Linked DNA regions of Oryzias latipes: region 2 is linked to region 1. The links are chromatin contacts, called in public Hi-C maps. All regions are on one chromosome and are shown on one strand. Each heading gives the region's core, a stretch centred on a gene start, on an enhancer-like site or on the middle of the called end of the contact. The rest is flanking DNA. Distances are from core to core; before and after follow the strand shown. Region 1 has its middle 4.8 kb from the start of LOC101163939. Region 2 holds the start of lbh (protein LBH).

What was found. Hi-C and Micro-C count contacts between places; a contact is called where the count stands out from the background.
Region 2: a contact with region 1 is called in a Hi-C map of embryo, with 2.1 times the contacts expected there. The contact joins the promoter of lbh here to the enhancer-like site in region 1. A contact is called at or near these places in 5 of 5 Hi-C or Micro-C datasets (embryo, fibroblasts and gastrula embryo).

The regions. Positions count from the first base shown.
Region 1 is chr22:7,753,984-7,760,468 of ASM223467v1, reverse strand. No RefSeq gene overlaps it. Among protein-coding and RNA genes, the nearest start is that of LOC101163939, 4.8 kb to the right of the region's middle. Within about 2 kb of position 4,863, at least 2 of the 8 cell types and tissues checked have an H3K27ac peak or open chromatin away from gene starts, as enhancers often do. A contact at or near this core is called in embryo and gastrula embryo, where this site is marked.
Region 2 is chr22:7,881,662-7,888,075 of ASM223467v1, reverse strand. lbh (protein LBH) reads right to left here and starts at 2,261. Exons shown (of 3, transcript XM_023951761.1): 1 at 2,082-2,261. The coding sequence starts at 2,110.

The DNA.
Region 1 (6,485 bases), core at 3,614-6,113:
AAAAAGGGAAAAAAACTGTTCTGGAATTACTTGAGGAAATAAAGTCCAACTAGGAAGTGTGGGACAACACATGGTTGCGGATAACTGCTAGATAACATGACTATAAGCTATGTCAGAGCAGCTGCCTTTAACTTCTTTGTAAACAACACGGGAAACATTAACAGAGGATGGTTATCCAGCCATTAAAGTTGCTTCAAGATTTACTGTGAGAAGATGTAGAAAAGCTGCTGTCTCGCTCCCCAGGAAACCCAAATATCTTCCTCTACCATTAAATAACATTAGCCTTTGTTTGCCTTTATTAATACCGATATATTACTCAGGGAAAAACAAGAGAGCATGACTTGGAGGTACAGAAGTGGGGATAAAATATGGAGGGATAGTAGGGGGCGCTGAGGTGATTTCTGTTCATCTCCAGCTGCTACACTGCTCATCATGCTGAGAACTAACATGAAACACACACGCTATGTTCTCCTCTCACACACATCTGACATCCATTAGGGATCCCGACAGAGGACCAAACCTCTGAAGGCCCTTGCGGTCCCTTCTCTCAGCTCCTCATAGAAAATAAAGGAACGGAGAAGATGAAAAAGATTCAAAGACAGAGATTTTGCTGATAACTAAAAACTGGTTCAAACTTGAACACTGTAGAGGTTTTTTTTTTTTCCTCTTCTGTGTGAGAACACAAACACTCCAACATGTGCGCATATTTTTTAAGTAAGCTCATACCACACAACGTCTTAAATATTCTTCATTTTCGGCAAACGGTATGACAAAAATGGGGGCGAAATTCTGTAACATGGAACAAAACATGATGAAATGGTTGAAGTTCTGAACATTTTTTGACTGAAAAAGAAAAGTTCGTATTTGCTTTAGCATATTTACATCTTCCTGAAGAATTGTTCACCATATAAAGTGGTATATTTGAACATTAGGAACATGCAAAACTGCACACGATTATTCAAAATGGCATGATTGGGTACCGTAGTGGCAGTTTTTAACATTCTGCAACATAACGGCACTTGAGAGTCACCAGGCCGGGCTGTAAAAACATTCCAAAGCTGTCTGTGGGATATGTCTATTCCCTGGGCAGTTTTTCCCACTCAGATAAGTCAACCTTGACAGTGTGAAGCATCATCTAAAAACACTGAGGACAGGCCAAACATGTGTAGGTCTCCATCCAGGCCTACTAAGGTCTTGGGGGCATAGTACTCACCTTGTAAATGAAAGCACAGAGAAATCTCACATATGGGTAATGTGTTAGGCACTATTATGTTTGTTTAATGGCTTTGAGGTAGCTAAAAAAAAAAGAGTACAAACTTTTTTAATACCAAGCTATTATAAATGGAGGATGATTTGTTTTTGCTCGTTTTCTTGAGGTAATGACTTAAAACTAACTTTTTTTTTCTGAAGAAAACATGGCTTTTCTCATCTTCTTTATTTGTATAAAATCTTAAAATAGGAAATGAAATGTGACACCTATATATAAGACAGCAATAGTTTCCCAGCTTCTTTAGCTCCTCCCACTTTTCTTTTGTTTACATACCGGACAGGATCCCATGTGGCCTGCCCCTGCCCACTTTTACTTAATAGCTGCATAGTTAAACAGAGGGATGAAGAAAAGGCTAATGCGAGGGAGAGGAAAAGCAAACCTCATCGATCTTCATGGCACTTTTCTTTCTTGCTATCTGTTTCAACAGCAAGTTCACTTTGTCCTGGAGGTGAAGCTGACAGGCTTTCCAACGGCTTAAATGCAAAATGTTGAAAGTCATCATCAGGAAGTCTGCCAGACGTTTGCAATGGGCTTGATGTCCAACGCTTGAAGAGTTGGATTCATCAAAAGTTTACTTTAGTGAAATAGTTCATGCAAACAGCCTTGTCTGTTATAGCAAAAATGATTAAAAATATAAAAATGTTGGGTGAACTTTTGACTGGTAGTTTCCCTAATCTTTTTGTGGATTTATAGAGTGACGGTAAAAGCAGCTTTAAGGCCGTTTCGAGCCTTTCCGAAGCTAAAGGACACACTGCAGACACACACTGACAGGGTGTGAAAATGGGAAAAATGAAAAATATGTTTCTTATTGGCATTTCTGCTAAGACCCTTCATGCTACGGTCCCCAACCCGGATAATATACAGGGTTGTGTCAGGAAGGGCATCCGGTGTAAAGGTCTCTGCCAAACCACCTGTGCGACTCACTGGAAGCTGATTCACTGTGGCGACACAACAACTTTTTAGCATTTCTACGGTTTTCTCACTGAGTGCATTTCCTGCAAATTAACTGGCTAAGTGATGAATCAGAGATCATTGATCTTTTTTTGTTGATAATTTGTTGGGCTTTTTTAAAATTTGCCCCCACAGTTTTCTATGTTGCAGCATAAATATTTGTAACGAATGCAGCCTGTAAAAAAAATGTTAAATGTGCAAAAAAGATTTCAAAAGCAAACAATACAGAAATGATCAGATCTAGCATATTTCAGTTAAATGTAATCTTGACAACCTGAAATGATTGGATGTCTAACAAAAATCCCTTTGGCGCGTTTGTCACCATTCCTGGTTCAGCAGCTGGTTGGATGCTGTGATGGACTCAGTGATGCTTTCCTTGTTTACTAATGGAATATGGCAAAAGCGTCTGCTGTGAACTATATGGGGTAGGGATGCAATAATTAACTTTCCCCGTGATTTGATTCAAACCTATATTTTCAGATCACAGTTTTGTTTCGGTTCAGTATATGATTTGTGAATTACCCAGCAACAACAAAAAAACTAAAAGTTGTGATAAACCTTTATTTCATTTGCCTATAAACAAGTTAAAATTAAGAAAAAAAATTATTATGTAATAAAACTACAAATCCTTCTTAAGTTTGGAAAAACACGTGTTTGAGTCTTTAAGCATAAACATACAGATATGCAGTAGGGATGCAACGATACACTTTCCAAGATTGGGTTTAATGGTTTAACATACGTTTCAGTTTTAAGCCGAGAACAGTGGCATCCCTGGTATGGAGCAACACCTTTTCCATCAAACTATGATTACAAGGAAACTTTAAAACATGTGAATAAGGAAAACCAATCAGAGTGTTAATTTTAGAAGCTGTGTCCCTGCTCTGTTTTTGGAAAAGGCATGTGGATTTTCCTTTAAGTAACATAATTGTGGATCTCATGCAGGTGAAAATATTTGTTGCGAATGGAGCCTTTGACGGGTTTTATGATGGTTGATTTGTGAGGAAAAGGCATGAACTGAATGTTTCATGACAAAGTTGTCTGTTTTGAACAAAATCATTTACATAGAAGGGAGTTTTAAACCTGAAACCATTTGTGGAAACACTTTTAAGGTTTTTACGAACTTATTTAAAATATAACAGTGAGACCTGATGGAAATTTCTTCTATTTACAGCAAAACTGTTGTTTTTTTTATGTATGTGGTATTAGAAGGTAACAAACTATATGTTTCTGTTCAAAAGTAAACAGAAGATTTGAAAATAGGCCTATAAAAACGTATAATTGAAATACCTGTCAGGACAAAAAGGTTTCATTCTTTGACACGCTCACATGTGATACAAACAGACAGGATGGCTGACACCAGGCAGCCCATCCCCAGGCAGACTCCAGTAAGGAGGGATCAGACTGGCGAACAGTAGGAGTCTGAATGACAATAGGTCTGGTAGCCCTGGAGGACATCGTTAAGGCAGTGGGATCCTTCAGCAACGGCCATGTGCCGGAGTCAACAGCTCCAATCACCCAACTGAAACCTGGAGCCCAGACATGTGGAGCCGCTGGCCTGATCTCAGCTGCAGCCAGCAGGGACTGGAGCTCCCCAGCCCAGACGCATAAGGGAGAGTCTTTTTTTTTTTCAGATTCCCCGTCAGATATGCCCCGAACCGTTCAGGTTACTTTTCTACACCTCGTCATCTGGGCTCTGCTGACCGTCCCCACCTAAAATCACCCCTGGGTGTGATTGGACGAGGACTTTTAGAAACAGGCAAAAACTACACATTACATCACGTGTTTACTTATCCAGGGTGGAGCTGGTGGTGAGTGGACAAGCATTCAGGTTTAAATGAGTTGTGACCAAAAGCAAAGGCCGGCATTTTGGCGACAAGGTTGCTTTAAACACCGAAAAGTGTAAAAGAGAAGAAAAGGGAAGGAGAACCAAAGCAAAGTCTTTTACCTAAGGTGCATGTGATTTGTTTCAGACAAACTTCTATGTTGATACTCAGAGAATTCCCAGATTTCTTGAGCATAATGCCGTAAAGTTTCCCAGTATACAATGTAAGCATGTTGAGATTATTTGCTATTAATGACAACAATTAGGGGCTCGCGCCTTTGGTGTGCTGCCAACTACTGTTTCAACCTTTTCCGTTCCTTGGAAGAGGAATTTCAGCTCCCTAAATTACTTCCTTGTTGTAACAAAGCAGTAAACACCCTCCAATCCTTTCTCAACTATCTGCGTATGATCAGCATCACTCCAGTAACTGCTAGTGACATGTGTCCCAGACTGCCCTTGTTGTGCATCCAACTACCCCACCTCTGCTAGGTGCTGAAGTTCACGGAGACCGAACAGAGAGGGCAATCCACAAATTGCTGCATTTACAGTGAGCGTGGGATTCTGGAGTTTCAACACAGGTTTGTTCGTTTTTCACTGAAATGGAGTAAAAAAAGAAAAGAAAAAAAAAACACACACACACAGAAGGCAAAGATAAAGGAACAGATGGGTGGATAGATTCTCACTAATTTATCCACCATCTCCCTGCAACCCTGGCCCGTCTGCTTTAGCAGCAATGGCCCGCGCGGAGACATCAAGCACATTCCAAGAGCCAGCCCAATTACGGGCAGATGAGGGGCAGTTCTCTTTGTTTAAGAACAAAGCCAGAAGTGTCACAACTGATCTTTGAAGAGAGCTCTCACGGCAGTCCCTCAGTGGAAGGGAGTGGAAGGGGGGAAGAGGTGACCAGCTGGTTATAAATATCTATATGGTTAGTTACTGTAAGGAAAAATTGCAGTTTGTTAGTCATTCACCCATCCAGGTGGTGGCTGCGAAACATCGAAGCACAGAGGCCAAGCTTCAAACCTGAATGCCAGAATAAAGCGATTTGGGGATTTGGAAAAGACACATTGATTTGGGACTTAAATGAAATATTTCGAACACTTTTATCTTCCTTTTCACTAAATGTCTTTGACATACAAATTCTACACATCTCCCCAAAAGGCTGTAGACAAAGTTAAAAAATGACTTTTGTTCCTTTTTGAGTCATTTCTAGATTTTTTTGACACTTTGACACAGTTAGACATCTTTCAAATTGATTACAGAGGTGCTTGTATACAATTTCACTGTTAAAAGTTAAAAACAATGTCTGTTTATTTTTCAACCTTTCCAAAAGGTAAGCAAAAAAACATTAAAACCCTCCGTTCCAGTTTGTGTGCTGCACGCATATTTTCTGTAAACACACATGTGCTAAAGTGATACAGCTTATAAAACCCAAAGTTCCTGCGGAAGACGCTGTTTTACCACCACATTGCAAGCCTGTAAGGGTTTCGAATTTGACACTAAAAAGACAGAGTTTGGGTGGGGTGACACTCTAATAATGCACATTGTACAAGTAGTTGTTGATGGGCAAAAGAATACAGCATGGGGCAACAAAGGGGTGGGACAAGCTTAAAGTTTAATTCCCCCTGTGCAGTAAATTAGGGCACTGCAGGATAATGTCTGTTTATTCCAAATACAGCTGCCTGGGCCTCTCTCCATCGCCTCTTCCCTCAGACAGCTCCCGAATCACCTGGTCCTCTGACATTCAGACAGGAATTGTTTCCTAGAATTGGAACTCCACTTGCTTCACAAATGCACAAACTCTCTACGTATGCATACAAAGAAACGAAATGTCAACTAACTTGAGACTGATGCTCCTTCAAACAGGTTCCAGAAAGCACTAAATTATTTTAAAAAAGACTCATTTACAGTGAATATTTACTCAAATGTTGATATCAAGGTGGACTGCTCCTGTTTTTGTGCACATTAGTGACTGAAAATTTCTACAACAATTTGATGTTGTCCATCCTGTTAAAGAGGAAAGCCAGTTGGCATATATGTGCGGTTCTAGAAATGGATAGGTATTTGCTGCTCTCTGGTGGTAATTTGGGATGTTGACTTCCCATCTAGATTATTGTAATTCCCTCCTCTTTAGTCTCCCTCAAAAAACCCTCAATAAGCTACAACTGGTCCAGAACTCAGCTGCCCGCATCATCTCCAGAACCCCCTCCTTCAGTCATATCACCCCGGTCCTCCATCAGCTGCACTGGCGTCCCATAATCTCTAGAATCAAATTCAAACTCCTCCTGTTTACCTTTAAGGCCCTCCATAACCTGGCTCCCCCTTATCTTTCTTGTTCTCTTCTGTCCTCCTCCTCTGTTCAGCTCTCTCTTCCTCCAGCCTGTCTCGTTAATGTGGGAAGCCAAACCTTCAGCTGCTCAGCTCCCGAACTCTGGAATTCCC
Region 2 (6,414 bases), core at 1,012-3,511, 130 kb before region 1:
TCAAATTGAAGCCATAGATTTTTGCTGGGAAAGCAGGAAAGTTTGGCAGGACATTTCTAATTAAAATATCGGGTAAACAGGACATTATTTTTACACTTTAAAACTGTGTTTTTAATGCATTTGATACAATTATTGAGGTTTCAAATGAATATCAGGATTTATACTTTGCTTCGCTATGGATTGTTTACAGTAAAACCGTTTAGTTGCTTGTCTTGTTAAAGAATTCATCAATTAAAATGTGTTCATCGTTTTCTGACTGGCAGAGAAAGTTCAACATGGATCAAAATAAGTCCATATCAGCATATGGCTTTGCAGCCATCACAATGTCCAAACTACCTGAACATGGCTGGAGCACCCGAATCATTTTCAAACAAATGGCTTCAGTGTTTGAAGAAGGCTTGTAGGCCAGATGGCAGAAAATCTCTTTACCTCTTCATCCTGTCGACATAATCTATACCTGGTTCTGACAGCTTTCTCATGCTACAGTCAGCCAAGGCACAGATGGAGAGCAAGCAGTGCCCATGTGCCCAAAAGACAGGATTACTATTGCCTACAGGAGAACCAATTATTCAGTTAAATGACTGGGATGGTGCACAATCATGTCGGCTCAATTTCATGAAAATATCTGTTAGAAATAACCTTAAAAATCTAAACTTGCAAGTGCATATTTGGCTGTCTGAGCTTTTATTATGAAAGACATTTCTTGTTTCCCCCCCACGAAAACTTTATGCTACAGCTTAACATAACTTGTGGTTTCTGAAATCATCTAACAAACCCAACCTGACAGGCATCTTTAGAAAACATTTGAAGTCACATTAGTGACGTAGATGACAAGTTCATCCACATTTCCAGATCACAAAGATGCCAAGCTGCACTTTAGCATGCAGTGGCCTGTATATATAGTGGTGCTGAAATACACTCAAGCCTTCCTGACAGCAATCCCTGTACAAGACGGGAATTAGCATCCCTCATTGCAAACATAGTTTCCCCTCTTCCAGCTCCCAGTTGGCACTACTCCTACAACAGTCCTGCATCTCCACATGTGAGGCAGCATGGCAAAGCGGCTGATATTCCAGACCAGCTCAATCAGCTCTGCAAGTATGAAAGCAAGCTTTGATGAGGGGGGGTTGTATTAGTCTCCCCAGGGGGCAGAGAAAGAGTAAATAATCCTGTAGGTTGAATGTCTCTGTAAATACAGAGAGGAAACTCCTTTTAGGTTGTTATCCTTTCAAAATAATAGTCTTTTTTTGCACAAAGATAGAAAACACAGATGAGTGAGAATACAAATCATCCATAGCTCACCAATTGAGCTATGGAAACAAAACTAGAGAAAAATCCCCACAGAGGTGATATTACACAAAGCTAGGTGCAAACTGCAAGTGAGCAGAGGCAAGAGAAACCAAGTGTGGTTACAGTAAATAGGTTGATTCTGAACTTCCTGACAGAGGCAGGCAGAAGCTCACTGAGGTTATAAAAGCAGCTGCAAAACAATACTTCAATGCAGCTCGCATACAAAAAGGAAATGATCCAATATTGAGACGAAGCATTGCAACAAAAATGGCCTGGAAAATGAAGGAATATTTAGTCAAAAGTAACAACACTCAGTAAAAGGCAGCACTGCAAACTGCAGATCCATGACAAACAGACTGTGCACTGCACCTGCACCACTTCAGTAAAAGATCTGAAGGGGAGAAGAGAAAAAAAGAACTGTCATCCTGTGTACTGAGGTTAAAGGCATTAAAAAAACTGTCAAAATGCCTGATCATGCAGGAATAATAGTATAATCTCTGGATTTGAATGTAAATGTATTCATTAACGTTCAAATGTTCATGCTAAAGTCAAGGCACCCCCTAACATTTCCAGATTCAGGGGCAACACCCCGCAGGAAAATAAATAAAAAAATATATATGTCAAAGGAAACAAGAGTGGGAGTAACAAAAAAGGAGGATGATTCAGCGGGAAATCACCCAACAAAAAATAACTACTTTGTTCTTTGTCTTCATTTAGGTAAAAAACGTCTTAATTTTGAGGATGATGGGGTGAAAAAAGTTAAAAAGAGATAAAAAGATGGCAGTACTCACTGGTAAATGCGCTGTAGGAAAACAGACATGAAGAATTCGCACCTGCAGCCGGTTCCTTCTCTCCACACTTTGCGTCCGTTCGCGGTGGCGCGCGCTCAAAGCAAACGTATCTGTGGGAACACGCGCGTGCAGGCCGCTCAAACAGTCCGGCTCCTCCAATTCTGATCAGAAACAACAGCTGGGGCCACTTTTTATTCACGAGGCGGGCGCTCGCGCGGAGGCACAGACACACCTCCTGATAAAACTCCTCAATGGCAGCTCATTAACCGGAGCAGCCAATCAGAGCGCAGCTGACTCAAGCCGTCCCCTGTGCGCGCGCGCACCCCTCCCTCCTCCCCCAGCAATGTTGACGACAGCAGAGACGCTACTCATTGGGAATGGATAAAAAGATGCTGCAAGAGGTTGGAGATTTGTAGTCTCCAAGGCAACAAAATGACAGCCTTCTTGAATGGCAAAGGTGGACTGATTTGCCCGTTTGGTTGTGCGTGACATGTGTTCAAATGAGAGTTCATTCACAAATGTGCGTCAAGGGCAAGTCCATGCGTGCAAGAACAGAGAGGGCTTCTATCTTTTTTTTAAAAACCAAAGCATGCTCTTACAATGAAATTTTTTAGTGACTCTGTTGTCAGGAATCCTCGTTGAGGATGATGTCACACATCTTTCAGGACTTTCCTTGCATAACTGTCACTTCAATGTTGACCTTCACGCGATATAAAAATTCTCACATGTCTGATCTCCCGAGGCTGTGCATTTGACTCAGGGCAGCCTGCAGTTGTCAGTGCAGATGAAACTGTTCAGGTTGGTTCTCTGCTGCCACCTTCTGACTAAAAGGCTTAGAAATATGGTTGTTTTCACATTTTGTTCTATTCCTCATTTTGGAAATTGACTCATTTCGAAACAACCCACCTGTGTAGGGATTACTCCATGAACATACTGTCTTTGGAAATTTTATTATTTAATTTACTTATAAATATGGCAAAATATTAAACATACAAGAGTAAATATGCAAAAAAAAATACATCTTTTGCGTTTTTTTTATAAAGATATGAAACAGTATTTACAAATATTGAATGAAAACTGTAAAAAACTGTAAAAAAAAAAGTACTCAATCATTTGGTAAAAAAATTGTGTCATTTGAAAATTGTATTTATTAAGAAGTTTATTTATCTTTTTAAAAATACCTTAAGAAGTAGGCCTATTGCTTTTATTACTCTTTTGTTATTCAACCTCCTGGCAAGTTCAATAATTAGTTTGTTTCTTTCCTCAAATGAATTTGCTCTAGATGTTTAGTGTCATTCAATGATATTCTGTATGATAAAAGTTTATTTAAAAAACACTTTTTTTTCTTTCCCATTGATATACGGTCAGAAAAAGGTGAAGTACCATAAAGAAATGAACAGCTTTTTCTAAAGAGACACTTTTTGCTATTTTTACTTTTGAACATCAGACTGAAGACGATTGCTTGTATTGTGATCATGCTGTTGTGCACTAAACTATAGTTTCAAAGGATCTGTCTGGTATTGTAGATGTGTGACAAAAGGAACTAAAAACACGACATGGTTGTGAACCCACTGGTATCTTTATGTCTAGGCAGTTATTTGGCTTTCATTTCACCTTTTGCAACAGCAATGATGTAATAGTTTACTGGCTACAGCGCCATAAAGGAAAAAAGTCTCTGTGCATTCTTTTATCCCAAAGGACAATCCTCCCAAATGAACCCTTTGCTGAGCAGATCAAACTGAAACCTAACTCAGCCACTTTAAATTGAAGTCATCTTCATACTCTTTAAATAGCTAAAGGATGATTTGAAAATTCATATACATATAATTGACGCTAAATAATAATTTTTTGCATGCTGTAGGTGTTAATAATAGTACTTTATCTGTCACTGTTAAAACAAAATTTCAAAAAGTGCTTTCTGGTAATCATTCTTGTTTTATTCATAAAATAAAACTAAGGTTTACTGAAAAAAAAACTACGACTAAGGAATAGAAAATAAAAAATGCACAATTTAGTCAGTGAAAACAAGAAATTATAACTAATCAATTTGCAGTAAAATAAAGAAAATTCATCCGTCGGTAAAAACAAGGGAATACATTTAATGAGAGTGGCGAAACTGCTTAAACTATAATAAAATTAAAAAAAGGAACCTGAAGATGACTACAGTACAGTGAGTTTTGTGTTCAACACTGGTTCAGCAATTCATAATAACTTAAACGTTTTCATGTAAATGTGACTTCTAATTAGTTCCATTGTATCTGCTTGATTTATTTACATTTAGCAGTACCATTAAAAATGGCAAAAACTGCTCAAATGTATCCATTGGAGTTTGGTGACCCTGACATCAAATAAAACTACATTTCCTCCTGTTTCTGTTTCTCTTGAAATTTTAATTACTGCTTTTTTGTTGATATTGATTTGATTGTTCAGTTTGTATGACTTCCAAGGCAAATTTGAACTTATTGTTAATGTATGTTAACCTATTGTTATTCTGTTTTATTGTTTCATGAAATGAACAAAAAAATATATAATTAGTTGGTTTGAAGGCATAGGGATGCGTGTGTGAGCATTATGTGTGTTGTGTACATGTTGATGTGAACATTTTTTATAACATTTGAGTGTGTGTGTGGACAGGCCCCGCCCTTATAGACTTGTATTACATCTGAACCTCACTGTAATGATTATAACCATCCAGAAACTTGTTGCTTTATGCTGCGTCATGCTGCTTCTTTTCTGCAATCACCCTCCTCTCCCCCCCTCTCTAACATCCCTCTCTCTTCTTCCCTCCTTTACTTTTCCGTCCGGTCCAACACGAAAGATTTTCAAATACGATTAAAATTAATAAAGTTTGGTCTCGATTACAAAAGGGGTTTATTCAGACATACTTCTGGTTTGTCTGAAGATTCACAACCCCTGTTGTTAAAGTAAAATACATCCAACACAAGAAGTCTTCAGCTCTCATCTGTTTGTCCAGCTGTTGGACAGGACAAGTAAAAAAAAAAAGAAAAAAGAAAATAAATCAAAATATCAATAAAAAAAAAGTCCATTATTTAAAATTCGAGAAAAACAGAAACAGAGGGAAATCATTTATTTGATATCAGGGTCACCAAACTCCAATGGATACATTTGAGCAGTTTTTGCCATTTTTAACGGTGCTGCTCAGGGCGGCCGGGCTTATGGGTATCCTGTCGGCTGCGGGAATGGTCGGGCATACGGCGCTGGGGGTCGGCCGGCTGGGGGGGGGGGGGGGGGGGGTACTGTGTGGCGGCGGGGGGGGGGGGGGATAACCAGATGATTGTGAGTATGTGTGCGTGAGTGCATGGGTAGGACGGACCTGGGGGCTGGCTCGCTGGGACCCTCTGGGGCTTTCCCTCCCCATCACAGAGAGGGGAGGGCACTGAGATGGTTGGGGAGGGGGGCTCAGATATTATGGCGGGGGGGGGGGGGGGGGTTGTAGTGTGTAGGGTTGTAGGGTTATGGGGGGTGGCTGTGGGTGCGTGGCGATCCCTGGGTTGCTTAGGTCGCGTGCCTGGGCTGGCTTGCGGAGACGGGGCGCCGGTCGGGGGGTGGCCGGCTCATGGGTTCCGGGGGCCCAGGCTTCGTCCCTGGCCTTTGTCTCGGTGTCCGGCGCCCGGTGGCCCCCATGGCTGCCGCCTGGTACCGCTAGGCGCTCCTGTCTTGTGGCCTGGGGGCCGGACACTGGGTTCGCTTGTGCCTCTGGGCATTGGGGGGGCCCCTGCAGGGGGGCCCTCTCTGTGCCTGGCTGGTGGGGTGGGCGGTCCCCTCCTCCTCCCCTCCCGGGCTGCCTGGGTCCGGATGCTGGGGGAACTTCTGGCCTGGGGGGCTCTCCTCCCCTCTCCTGGTCTGGCTGGTCTGGCTGGGTAGGATCTGGCTCCCCTTATGAACACACGGTTCACGTCGGCAGCATGCATGTATCTCCACCCCCACGTGCACACTGCCACACTGCCCCCTGTCTGCTTTATCCCTCCTCCTTACCCACAATGTATTGATGGACAGATTTATTTCGCTCATCTTAGTGTCAGATTTTCACCTTTGATGTAACATTCGTCTTTCCAGCAGATCTGGTATAATTGTTGCAGCTCAAAATAATAACTTATTCAAATCAGTGCTTGTATCCCCCACCTTTTCACCTTTCTTCCTTTTACTCTCTTCCACCCTCCCCTCACATTCTTCCCCTCTCCCTCCCCACACACACTAAATGTAACAAATAAATAAAAAATAATACGACAAAAAGGGGTTTATACAAATCTACACTCTAGTTTCTTGAAGCTATATAACCTCTTTTTGTGATAGTAAAACCTGTCCAACACAA